2 separate regions of the Zea mays genome follow, and region 1 is linked to region 2. Evidence: chromatin contacts called from public Hi-C data. All regions are on one chromosome and are shown on one strand. Each heading gives the region's core, a stretch centred on a gene start, on an enhancer-like site or on the middle of the called end of the contact. The rest is flanking DNA. Distances are from core to core; before and after follow the strand shown.

The links. Hi-C and Micro-C count contacts between places; a contact is called where the count stands out from the background.
Region 1: a contact with region 2 is called in a Hi-C map of ear, with 1.8 times the contacts expected there. The contact joins the enhancer-like site here to the promoter of LOC103643160 in region 2. A contact is called at or near these places in 2 of 25 Hi-C or Micro-C datasets (ear and tassel).

Annotation. Positions count from the first base shown.
Region 1 is chr1:205,271,353-205,276,162 of Zm-B73-REFERENCE-NAM-5.0, forward strand. No RefSeq gene overlaps it. Among protein-coding and RNA genes, the nearest start is that of LOC100283050, 39 kb to the left of the region's middle. Within about 2 kb of position 3,194, at least 15 of the 20 cell types and tissues checked have an H3K27ac peak or open chromatin away from gene starts, as enhancers often do. A contact at or near this core is called in ear and tassel, where this site is marked.
Region 2 is chr1:205,003,182-205,008,290 of Zm-B73-REFERENCE-NAM-5.0, forward strand. LOC103643160 (ubiquitin carboxyl-terminal hydrolase 17-like) reads right to left here and starts at 2,563. Exons shown (of 11, transcript NM_001326697.1): 1 at 1,971-2,563; 2 at 1-415. The coding sequence starts at 2,374.

The DNA.
Region 1 (4,810 bases), core at 1,944-4,443, 270 kb after region 2:
TGTATTCCTAACCCCCTTATTCCTTGGGCTAGCATAGGATATATCTACTCTATTAATTATCTATTCTAATTAATGAACATGGAAATCGTCCTAGTTTTTTAATACACGCGCGCTAAGGAGGGGGCTCTCCATTGCCTATATGTAGGGGTGAAAACGGAAATGGTAAATTTCAGATACCAGAAATCGTTTTCGAAATTTTATCGAAATTTAGTTCTAAACGGAAACGAAACAGAAACGGTTATCGAAAATACGAAAACGGAATCGGTAGAAAAAATTGGAATCAGAAACGAAACGGTTTAGCTCTCTTCCGACCGTTTCCGAAAATTACCATTTTTATTCTGTATTTTACCGTCGGTAATAAATTAGGTATTTTTTCTGAAAAAATATGAACCGGTCTTTATAAATTCATCTTAGCTTAGAAAAATATGAAACTAATTCTATTATTTCCTAAAATCAAGATCTATCTAATGGTATATAGTTTAGAATTGCTTGAAACTTTTATAAATATTATTTATGTTTCCGTACCTATTATTACTCTTGATACATATATTTATAATTTGCACGAGAACTTAAGAAGGACCAAGACGACACTAATTATATTGACTATGTCAAGTAGTAAGAGTACAATTAGAATGTAAGTGTGTCATATTATTATACACATCTTGATTCTGCTTTATTTAATACATAATAATAATTTTATTATTGTATGACTTCTTATCTTATATGTTTATTGTGACCTCCTACCTTATATATTATTACTAATTATATACAAATGTATGACTTGCGTGAATTTTTGAAGTCAATTGAGGGTACATCACTGCCGGAATTTGGCTCTTTGCGGAGTACCAAATATTTTGCCGAGTGCTTTTTTTGGCACTCGGCAAAGAAGCTCTTTGCCAAGCGCCACACAAAAAACCCTGGTTAAAAGAAAAAACTCGGCGAAGAAGCTCTTTACCGAGTGTTTTATTTTTGATACTCGGCAAAGAGCTTCTTTGCCAATTGTTTTTTGACTCTCGGCAAAGATTTGCCGAGTGTAAAAAATATAACATTTGGCAAAGAGCTCTTTGCCGATTGCTTTTTTCAATACTAGGCAAAGACAATTTAAAAATCACATTTTAAAGCAGCAAATTAACTCAAATGAAAAAGGTTTGAACTACAAATTTGTATAATTCATCGTGATGTACAATTTATATTTTGAATATTTCTTCATATGACAAAATAAAAATAAATTTGTTCATAAAACATATCTCTCTCGTACTTTATGAAACTACGAGAGAGATGTATAAGATTTGTGCATATTATTAGAACCATCATGTGAAATGAACAAATGACCAAACAACCAAAAAAACTTTATAGATCTTGAAAAGTTATAGAATTTTGTAGTTGGCAACTTTTTCATCTGAAGTCATCTTGTGAACGAAAACTACGTCTGAATTTAAAAAATTTAAAATTTGAATTTCGAAAACGACCTCGAGAGAAAAACCACCAACATGAAAGTTGTAGGTATTGAAGAGTTATGAAACTTTGTAGTTGACAATGTTTTGGTTTGAAATCATCTTGTCATGCAAAACTATGTTTGAATTTTAAAATTTGAAATTTTCAAACTACCTCGGATGGAAAAACCACCAAAATGAGAGTTGTAGGTCTTGAAATGTAATGAAACTTTGTAATTGACAATTTTTTGATTTGAAATCATTTTATCATTGAAAAATTCGTGTGAATTTTTTAAATTTGAAATTCAAATTTTGTAAACGGCCCCAGATGTAGAAACTATCAAAATAGAACTTGTAGATCTCGAAAAGTTATGCAACTTTATAGTTGATCATATTTTCAAATGAATTCATTTACTGCCTTAAATAATCAAATTACTCTCGGTTTGTTATAGTATATGAGGAATGAAAATGTAATAAAGACATAATTGATGTAGTATTATAGTGGTAGAGGAGAGTGTGCGCGAGAGAGGTTTTGCGAGTTCGAATCTCACCATTCACAAAACATATAAATTTGATTTAAAATATTAGTTAAAATGAAATGATAGAGAGATAGGTATGGTAGTTGTTTTTATAATTTTAAAAAATATTTTGCTGTTTTTTTGGGGGTTTTTTCGATTTTTAATTTGCTGAGTGCTTTTCGACACTCCGAAAAAAGTACTCAGCAAAAACTCTTTACCGATAAAATGTTTGCCGAGTGCCTTAGACACTGGGTAAAAAAACGCGATTTCAGTAGTACATGTTATAATTTTTACCGATCGTATTTTAGATTTCGATCGTAACCGGTATAATTTTCGTACCGAACTTTCATTTCCGATGTTTCTGAATTACCAATATCATTTTTTATTTTGGAGTTACCGTTTTCGATCCCGTTTCGAAGAAAAAATATAAAAAAATGATTTTAGTGTTTACCGATTATTTTGGACCGTTTTCATCCGTATCGATCGATCATGAAACGGGACAACGCACATAGAGAGTTCAGACTCGCCGAGACAGACAAACCATGGGTGTCAGGCAGCCCAGTCTGATACACGCAATGGCATGCGTCCACGCACATCCCTAAACCTGAGCTCACTGCCGACAATATTCCCGGTGCGACATGGCATGGCAGACGGGCGGGCGGCGGGCGCCGGCTGATGAAGTGATGATGCCAAGGGCTGGTGGGTGGTGGCTGGATCGGCAAGATATCCATGGCCCGCCGTGGACGGTTGCGCGGCGTGCACTGTAGCGTGCTTGTGCGCTTCATTCGCAACGTCGTCTGCAGTGTGCTGGCCGGCACTGCTGCATGCATGCCGCGGCAGCGGCAGCAGTATTGCCGTCTGCTGCCCGCTGCCCGGCCGTCAGTTGCTCACATGGTCCATCATCCCCGCTGCAGGATCGGCGGGAGTCCAGGCCAGCCAGCCAGCCAGCCATCATCCAGTGATGGCTCCTACTGCACAGGGACTCCTCTCCAGCGTCCGAGGGATGGCTGACGAGCTCGCCGCGCCAATCGCCATGCATGCAAGTGTCCGTCCTGTGGTAGTGGCTTTTGTGCAGCTGGCCGTCCAGTCGTTGCGGGCCTGCCCTGGAACACGCACAGCCCTGGAACAGCTAGCCCTCGACCTCGACGGAGAAGGGAGAGCCAGCCGACCCCTACCCATCGGACCACAGGCCACATGCAGCGGGGCCAGGCCAGGCCAGCGGCCAGCCACACTGACGGATCAGACCAGACCAGACGTGGCCACCCAGGGCCCGGCGTGTCCGTGCTGCGTTGACACGAGCACGGACCGACGTCGTACCACGGCAGCGACGCAGCAGCGCGCCGGACGCCCAGCACGAGCTACAGCGTCGTAGGCGCGCGGCATGCATGCTTCCGCGCGCACCGCTAGCTGGGCGACGAGGATCTGGCCGGCTAGCTAGCTGAGCAGAGAGCACCCGCTCGTATTTAATGCAACAGCAATACTATACTACTACAGCTACAGTACAAGTGATGAAGCTACTGCGCGGGCAGAGCAGCCTGCCTGCCTTCACACATGCATGTATGCTTCGCAGCAGGCAGTTCGATCGCAACAGCGGGAGGGGGGCAGCAGGCAGGCAGCTGCGTGCCCTGTGCGCGGCCGCGGCGCGCGTCATCCTCACTCTCACTTCCTCAGTCCTCACCTAGCGCAGCAGGGCCAAGAGGCAGCCGGCACGGCAGCCATCGATCAATGGACATGATGGATCGAGCGGCGGGGCCGGCTAGTTGGGTTGGGTGGGGCACGGACGGGGACGGCGGCGCCGGCCAGACTCACACCACATGCGCCGGACACGGAAACCTCAGCGGACCGCGGACGATGCATGGGCCGGGAGCACCGATTGAGGACGGACGGAAGGACGACGAGCATTTTGCATGGCCGCTGGCATGCAGCATGCTGTGCCCGCCTTGGTGGCGTCCTGGGTCTTTGTCCCAGCCGGAGATAATAAATTTCGAATTGACCTGTCTCCCTCGTGGACAGCAGCGATCCAGAGGGAGGTGGAGGAGAAGCGGGTTCGGACAGTGACAGGACGAGGAATGGCCTGGCCTGGCCCGGCTCCGTCGGGCTCGCCTCGGCCGTGCTCTCTGTTTCTATTCCGTTGCAGGCTTTTTGCTCCGAGCCATTTGTCCTGATACTGCACTTGGGTATGGTCGTATTGTCTTGCCTGATACGTACAGTATACTCCGGTGCTGCCAGGGCGGAGCAGAATTAAGGCATAGGAAGGAGTAAGGACCCATCAAATACTATAAATAAAAAATATCGTGGGATATATACACATGTGTATACTAATTTACATATAGTATAGATAATAAATTAATAAAAAATACTCACAAATATAATTATATATTAATTAACTTCAATAGAGTAAAAAATTGCTTCTACAATGATCGGTCAAATTAAAAGCTTCGACTACATTATGAGTGTTGATCATAGCTATCAATTCTATATCAATATAGATGATCAAGTAACTTCACATAAAATCATCTCCCATTTTTATTTTGTAGATGTGTTTTGATAAGTTTTGTAGCTAAAACGCTCTATTAATAATGGTTGCAGTTGAGACTGAAAGAGTGACGATTAATCTTAATAATCCATAACCCATTTGATACATGGAACTTTTATCCAATTTGATAAGGTTTTTTATCAAATCAGCAAGTGATCGTAATGTATTTGGTTCTATACTCAAGGTAAAGCACCAAATTCGTCGCACACACAATAACTATCCAGGGACAACTTTAGGCTAAAATTCTTTGATTTTATTATTAGCAAAGAATTTGATGCTTCAAAAATATAATATTTTTTTATTTAGATAGAGAAATTTATTTT
Region 2 (5,109 bases), core at 1,313-3,812:
TGGCAATGCCTCATTTAAGTCCACGGTGGAAGAACCATCTTCAACAAAATTTGCATGTTTGATACTTGATCCCATCTTACTACTGTCAACAGACTGAATGTTTTGATCAATTTCAACTGTGCTGTTGGACTTATGACCTCCAGGAATCTCTGCACTGGTACATACTGCTTCAGAAGGCATATGTTTACTTTTACCATTTGAACTCTTCAAATCATGGTTTGCATCAGAAGTTTCAGATCCAACAGCTGGTTTGTTCATTTGAGCATCCTGTTTAACACCAACTGATGCATTCTCTTTGGCAGATTTTCCCACTTCAGCCTTTTCTTCTTCATCATCAGGCCTAGTATTAACACTTGGTGGATGGCATTCATCTTTGTGACCTTGTCTCCAGTGGGCTATCTGGCATTTGAAGGAACTGCAAAACAGTGTCATTCAAGTTTAGAAGCTAAGAAAGTCAACATCATTTGCTAACCCACGGATGTCCACACGATTTCACCCAGAAAAAAGAAACAGCAGGACCTTTCCAGCCACACATCACTTCACCTCAAAACTCATGCTATGCTACTAAATGAAGTGTAAACATCCCTGCAACACCAGAATGGATGCATGCCATTCCCACATGGCACATGTTCCTTTACTCTACCACTTGTTCCTATTTTATTTAGGCAATGTCCAACACTACCATTTTAATGACTCTAGGGAGTAACGAATGCCATCCATTCCACAGAAGATGTATGCATGCAAATAAATGATTGAAAAAAGGATTAGCAAGTAAAAGACAAATCTAGAAATACATCGTGTAAACTTGCAGAAAAGCATATGCATGATAGATCTACAGCATACTGGCCTCCATATCCTATCCATCAAAACAATTTCTCCACAATTCAAGAGTCTTGAAGTTCATAGGTAGATAGACAAATATGGGATGATGAGGTTCAGTGCATGTCATTTTTTAGTTAAAAATTGTAATAAAATATTAACTGTGTGGTATTATTGTAGGTTAGCTGGTGCATTGACTCACCGTCAAACAAGCATATCATGCACAGTACTTCCTAATGTCAAATACTACCTCAGGCTCACTATACTTGCTTTAGCCTCGTCAAATAATAGCTTCAAAATACTTGTTACACAACTTCGAGGTAACTTTGACCCATTTTTTGGCATGGTCCCTGAAAACACACTTTGATCATTGATTATATTATTGTTATATGTCCAGATCTAGTCTGGTACTCCAGTAGTATACTAGTATCGCATCACACATCCACACCCACACATAGATGAAAATTACTTAGATGTATAAGTAATTAATAATATGGAATAACTAGGTTTATGAACATTTCAGCATGAGAATAAAGTATGAATCATTTTCTGTCACATAGTCGAATATACAAACAGATCAATACCAAGTATTTTTGTCCATGAAATTGGTGACCTTGAGGCATGTAAAATAACATGCAAGTTACTACGAGAAGGTTACACCATAGCACATGTTGTGGCCTAATTTGATAAAAGAAAATACAGATTAAATTGGCAGGAACCTAGATTCTAAGTGGCAGAGACATGGAGACAGGGATGTGAAACAAACTGTTGATTTTGTAGGTACAAGCTATCAGGGACTCCGAGAATATGATATCCATCCAAAGCTCTATCGAATCCGAGTTTCTGTGAGGAATCAGCAACGCTGTGCATCGACCCAAGGTTATCGAGCGACGATTTAAAAACGGCCATAAGGATTAAATGAGGGTTAGCAGTGCCCTAAACCAGGGTAGCGTTCCCAAAGGTTTGGTGGAGAGTCTAAATTTTGTGTAATAACTAAAAAAATGTACCAATTACAGGACCCAATCCACTCCAAAATTGTGCAAATCACGTAGTATCTATGTTCCCACAAATTCCCCAATCACTGGATGGAATTAAACAAACTGGAGACTGAATCAGGGGGGCGGTGAAGGCAGGGATTCGCCCGCACTCACCAGTACTTGACGGCCTTGCACTGCTTGCACCTGAACGTGGTGGGCCTGAAGCACACCGCACAGACCCCCTTTGCCCCCACGGACGGCTGCGGCTGCGCGTCGAACTCCTCCTGCGCCGGGACCGGGACCGCCACCGGCGGCGGGCCCCACTCGGGCGCCCCCGCGGCGTGCACGACGCCCGGGAACAGCTCGGAGTAGTAGGCAAGCGCGGACTCGCGCTCCGCCAGCTCGGACTCCTCGGCAGCCAGCCGCGCGAGGCGGCGCACCTCCTCCCTCCGCGCCGCGGCCCGGCGCCAGCGGCCCCGCACCAGCAGCGCCACCGCCGGCACCACGACGAGCGCCACCAGCGCCAGCACCAGGGCCGCCGCCGCCGCCGCCGAGGACGACTCCGCCGCCTCCTCCATTGGGCCCCTGCAGCTCCCCTCCTCAGCCCGGTCCTCCTCCCCCTCCGCGCATAGATCTCGGCCCCGCCGCTCCTACTCGCCGGATCCGGGCCCCGATTCCCACCTAACCGGCGCAAACGCAAATCCGCTGCGAAAATTTCCCCCCTCCCTCTCAGGTTCGGGTTCGTTCCGTGCCTGGTCTGGTCTTGGGAAGTGGCGCGCGCAGAGGCAGGCCAGGCTGCAGCGGCAATGAAGGAAGGCACCAAGCAGCAGCCGGCGGGCAGCGGTACCCGTTTCCGGTCCGCGCACGCTCCCGAGGAATAATTAGACGACTTGTGGAGGGGGCGAGGTGCAAAAGGTGCTCGACGACGAGACAGGCAGGGAGACGGAGACGGGGCAAGTAAGTAAGGGCCTGATTGGTTGCCCGCATATAGGCCAACCAGGCTCACGGTATGCGGTCGTAGTGTGTTTGGTTGTAGGTTGCATCCACGTAACTAGGCGCGTGCTACTTTGCCGCTTGTTTGGTTTGCCGCATATGCATCAGCGCATGTGTCTCGCGATGCAAAAAAGGAGCTCGGGCCAGGCTCTAGAGATGCGACCAAAATCTGCGCATCTGTGGAGCCAGGCTCACGCGATGCACAGCCAGGCTGCCGCGGACCTGGCTCGCTCGGCCATGCTGCCTAGATACGGCAACCAATCAGGCCCTAACGGTACCGGCGGGGCAGCACAGCGGCGCTGACGCGCGGTACAAGAAAGGAATGGGTTCCGACTTCCGACGGACGGGACGGGACCGTGGGCTCTGGTTGTCCGTCCGTGCGTACGAGCGCGCCTGGCCGTCCGATGGGCCTCATCAGTTGGGTCCTGGCCGTTGATGGGATTTCTTTCCGCGGGGGCAAGTCCTCTGCTCGGACTCGGAGCAAGTGCTTAGTTTCCGCGGGAGAGGAAACGCGGGAAACTGTGTGGCGGTACCCGCCATTATTCCGGGGGACCCCACGTGCAGGCTGACGAGCGGACCCCATGCGAGATCTTGTCATGATCGATTTGTTTCCTCTTTGATTGGTGAGGTCTGTCTGGCTGAGTTTCTGATGGATATTGCGTGTTTATTGGAGTGCTAGTATCTCGGTGAAGGTACTTTTTTTATGAGGAAACTTCGGCAGGCCGATCTTTTCCCATTGTGTGGTTCCTTTGTGTCACGTCACTTGAGACGAACCTTAGTATTCTGATGCAAGTCGTTTCCTGCCAACATTCGGTTCCCATCCCCCCATGCTTAATGCGTCCAAAAAAAATAAAATCTGGTGACCTTCCAACTAGGCAAATGATCGTCCAGAAAAAGGTGACATAGGGATTATAGGAAGTTGATACAAGTGAACTTTGCCGACAGAAACTAGGCAGTGTGTGTTCACCGAACCAGGCCTCCATTTTCCAGCGACTTTTGCTCCACCCACCCAACAATTTCCGTCCGAGATTTTCCGCGTCCTAGGTTGGATTGGACTTGCTTGGAGTTGCGCGCGCGGACCAAGCGTCAACTACCGCTACAGAGAAACGAGTAGAAGCAGCATGGCCGCACGCACGGGCGCAAGCGTGTGAGGCAGGCAAGCCCAACAGACGACCGATGCCGGATAGGGGCCATCCTCCAGGCCCCACCTCCTCCTTTTGAGTCAGCGTCGACCGCGTGCGCTCGACGACGACGAGTGTCGCCGGCCCGACCGCGTCGTACTAACCGTGGAAGCTGCATGATGTAGTGTAACATATATCAGGTATCTATCTATGTGTAATACGAATCTTCTTCTTTTACACAAAAAAAATGTGATATACGTTATATATAGCCGTTAGCTAAATTCGAAATCAGATGTTTTGTCGTCAGTCACGCATGCGCCGGCCGGCCGTGGCCGGGGGAGTTGGTCGGTCGGAGCCATCGGGCGCAGCGGTCGGCTGGTGGAGGAAGGGATGGCATATCATATGTGATTTGTCACTTGGCAGGCGTGCCCGTCGGTGGATGGAGCCGGGGGTCGGAGCCGTGACGACGCGGCAACACAATCCACAAAGCAAAAGTGCATCTCGTACTACTACTACACGCAGGCACGCAGCAAGGCAGCAAGCGCGCGCGCGGCTGATTCTTCCGTACCGGCTTCGACTGGCTGGCACACGCCGACGCCGGCCTGCTGAGTGCTCACGTTGACGCGTGGCCCGCCGCCGCGCTGGCGTCAGATGGGCTTAGGATTTACAAGTAAGAAGCAGCATTCTGCGACAGACGGACGACGATGATGCCGGCGTTGCATTGCGATCCTCCCGCGCGCCATCGAGTTCTCTGCGCGCGTGTCGGTGAAAGATACACAGTGGGGGCGGGGGGCAGAAGCGAGACTGCGAGAGAGAGAGAGAGAGAAAAAAAAGAGGCTTCGAGTCCACTGCACGTGCGCGACTAGTAGTTGTCGGTTGGTCATTCGGTAAACTTGGCGCGGCAGATCGTGCGTAGCCATGGCATGGCAAATGGCAATGGCATGAACGTGGACAGACAGCCCAGACAAAGGTCCCGAAGTCCACGAACCGGTACTACTTCAGCTATTTTGAATATTCTTTCTCTTCTCCCACCACACGGAGCAGTATTCGACACTCTCTCTCTACAAAAAAAAAACCATACCGTCAAAAGGCATACTTTTTGTTAGCTTGTGGCGTGGTTTAGGTCCCAACTTGTCCACCTGGTAAAAGTATCCAGCAGAATATTTGGCCAGACAGACACCTCACGCTGTTGTCTTGTG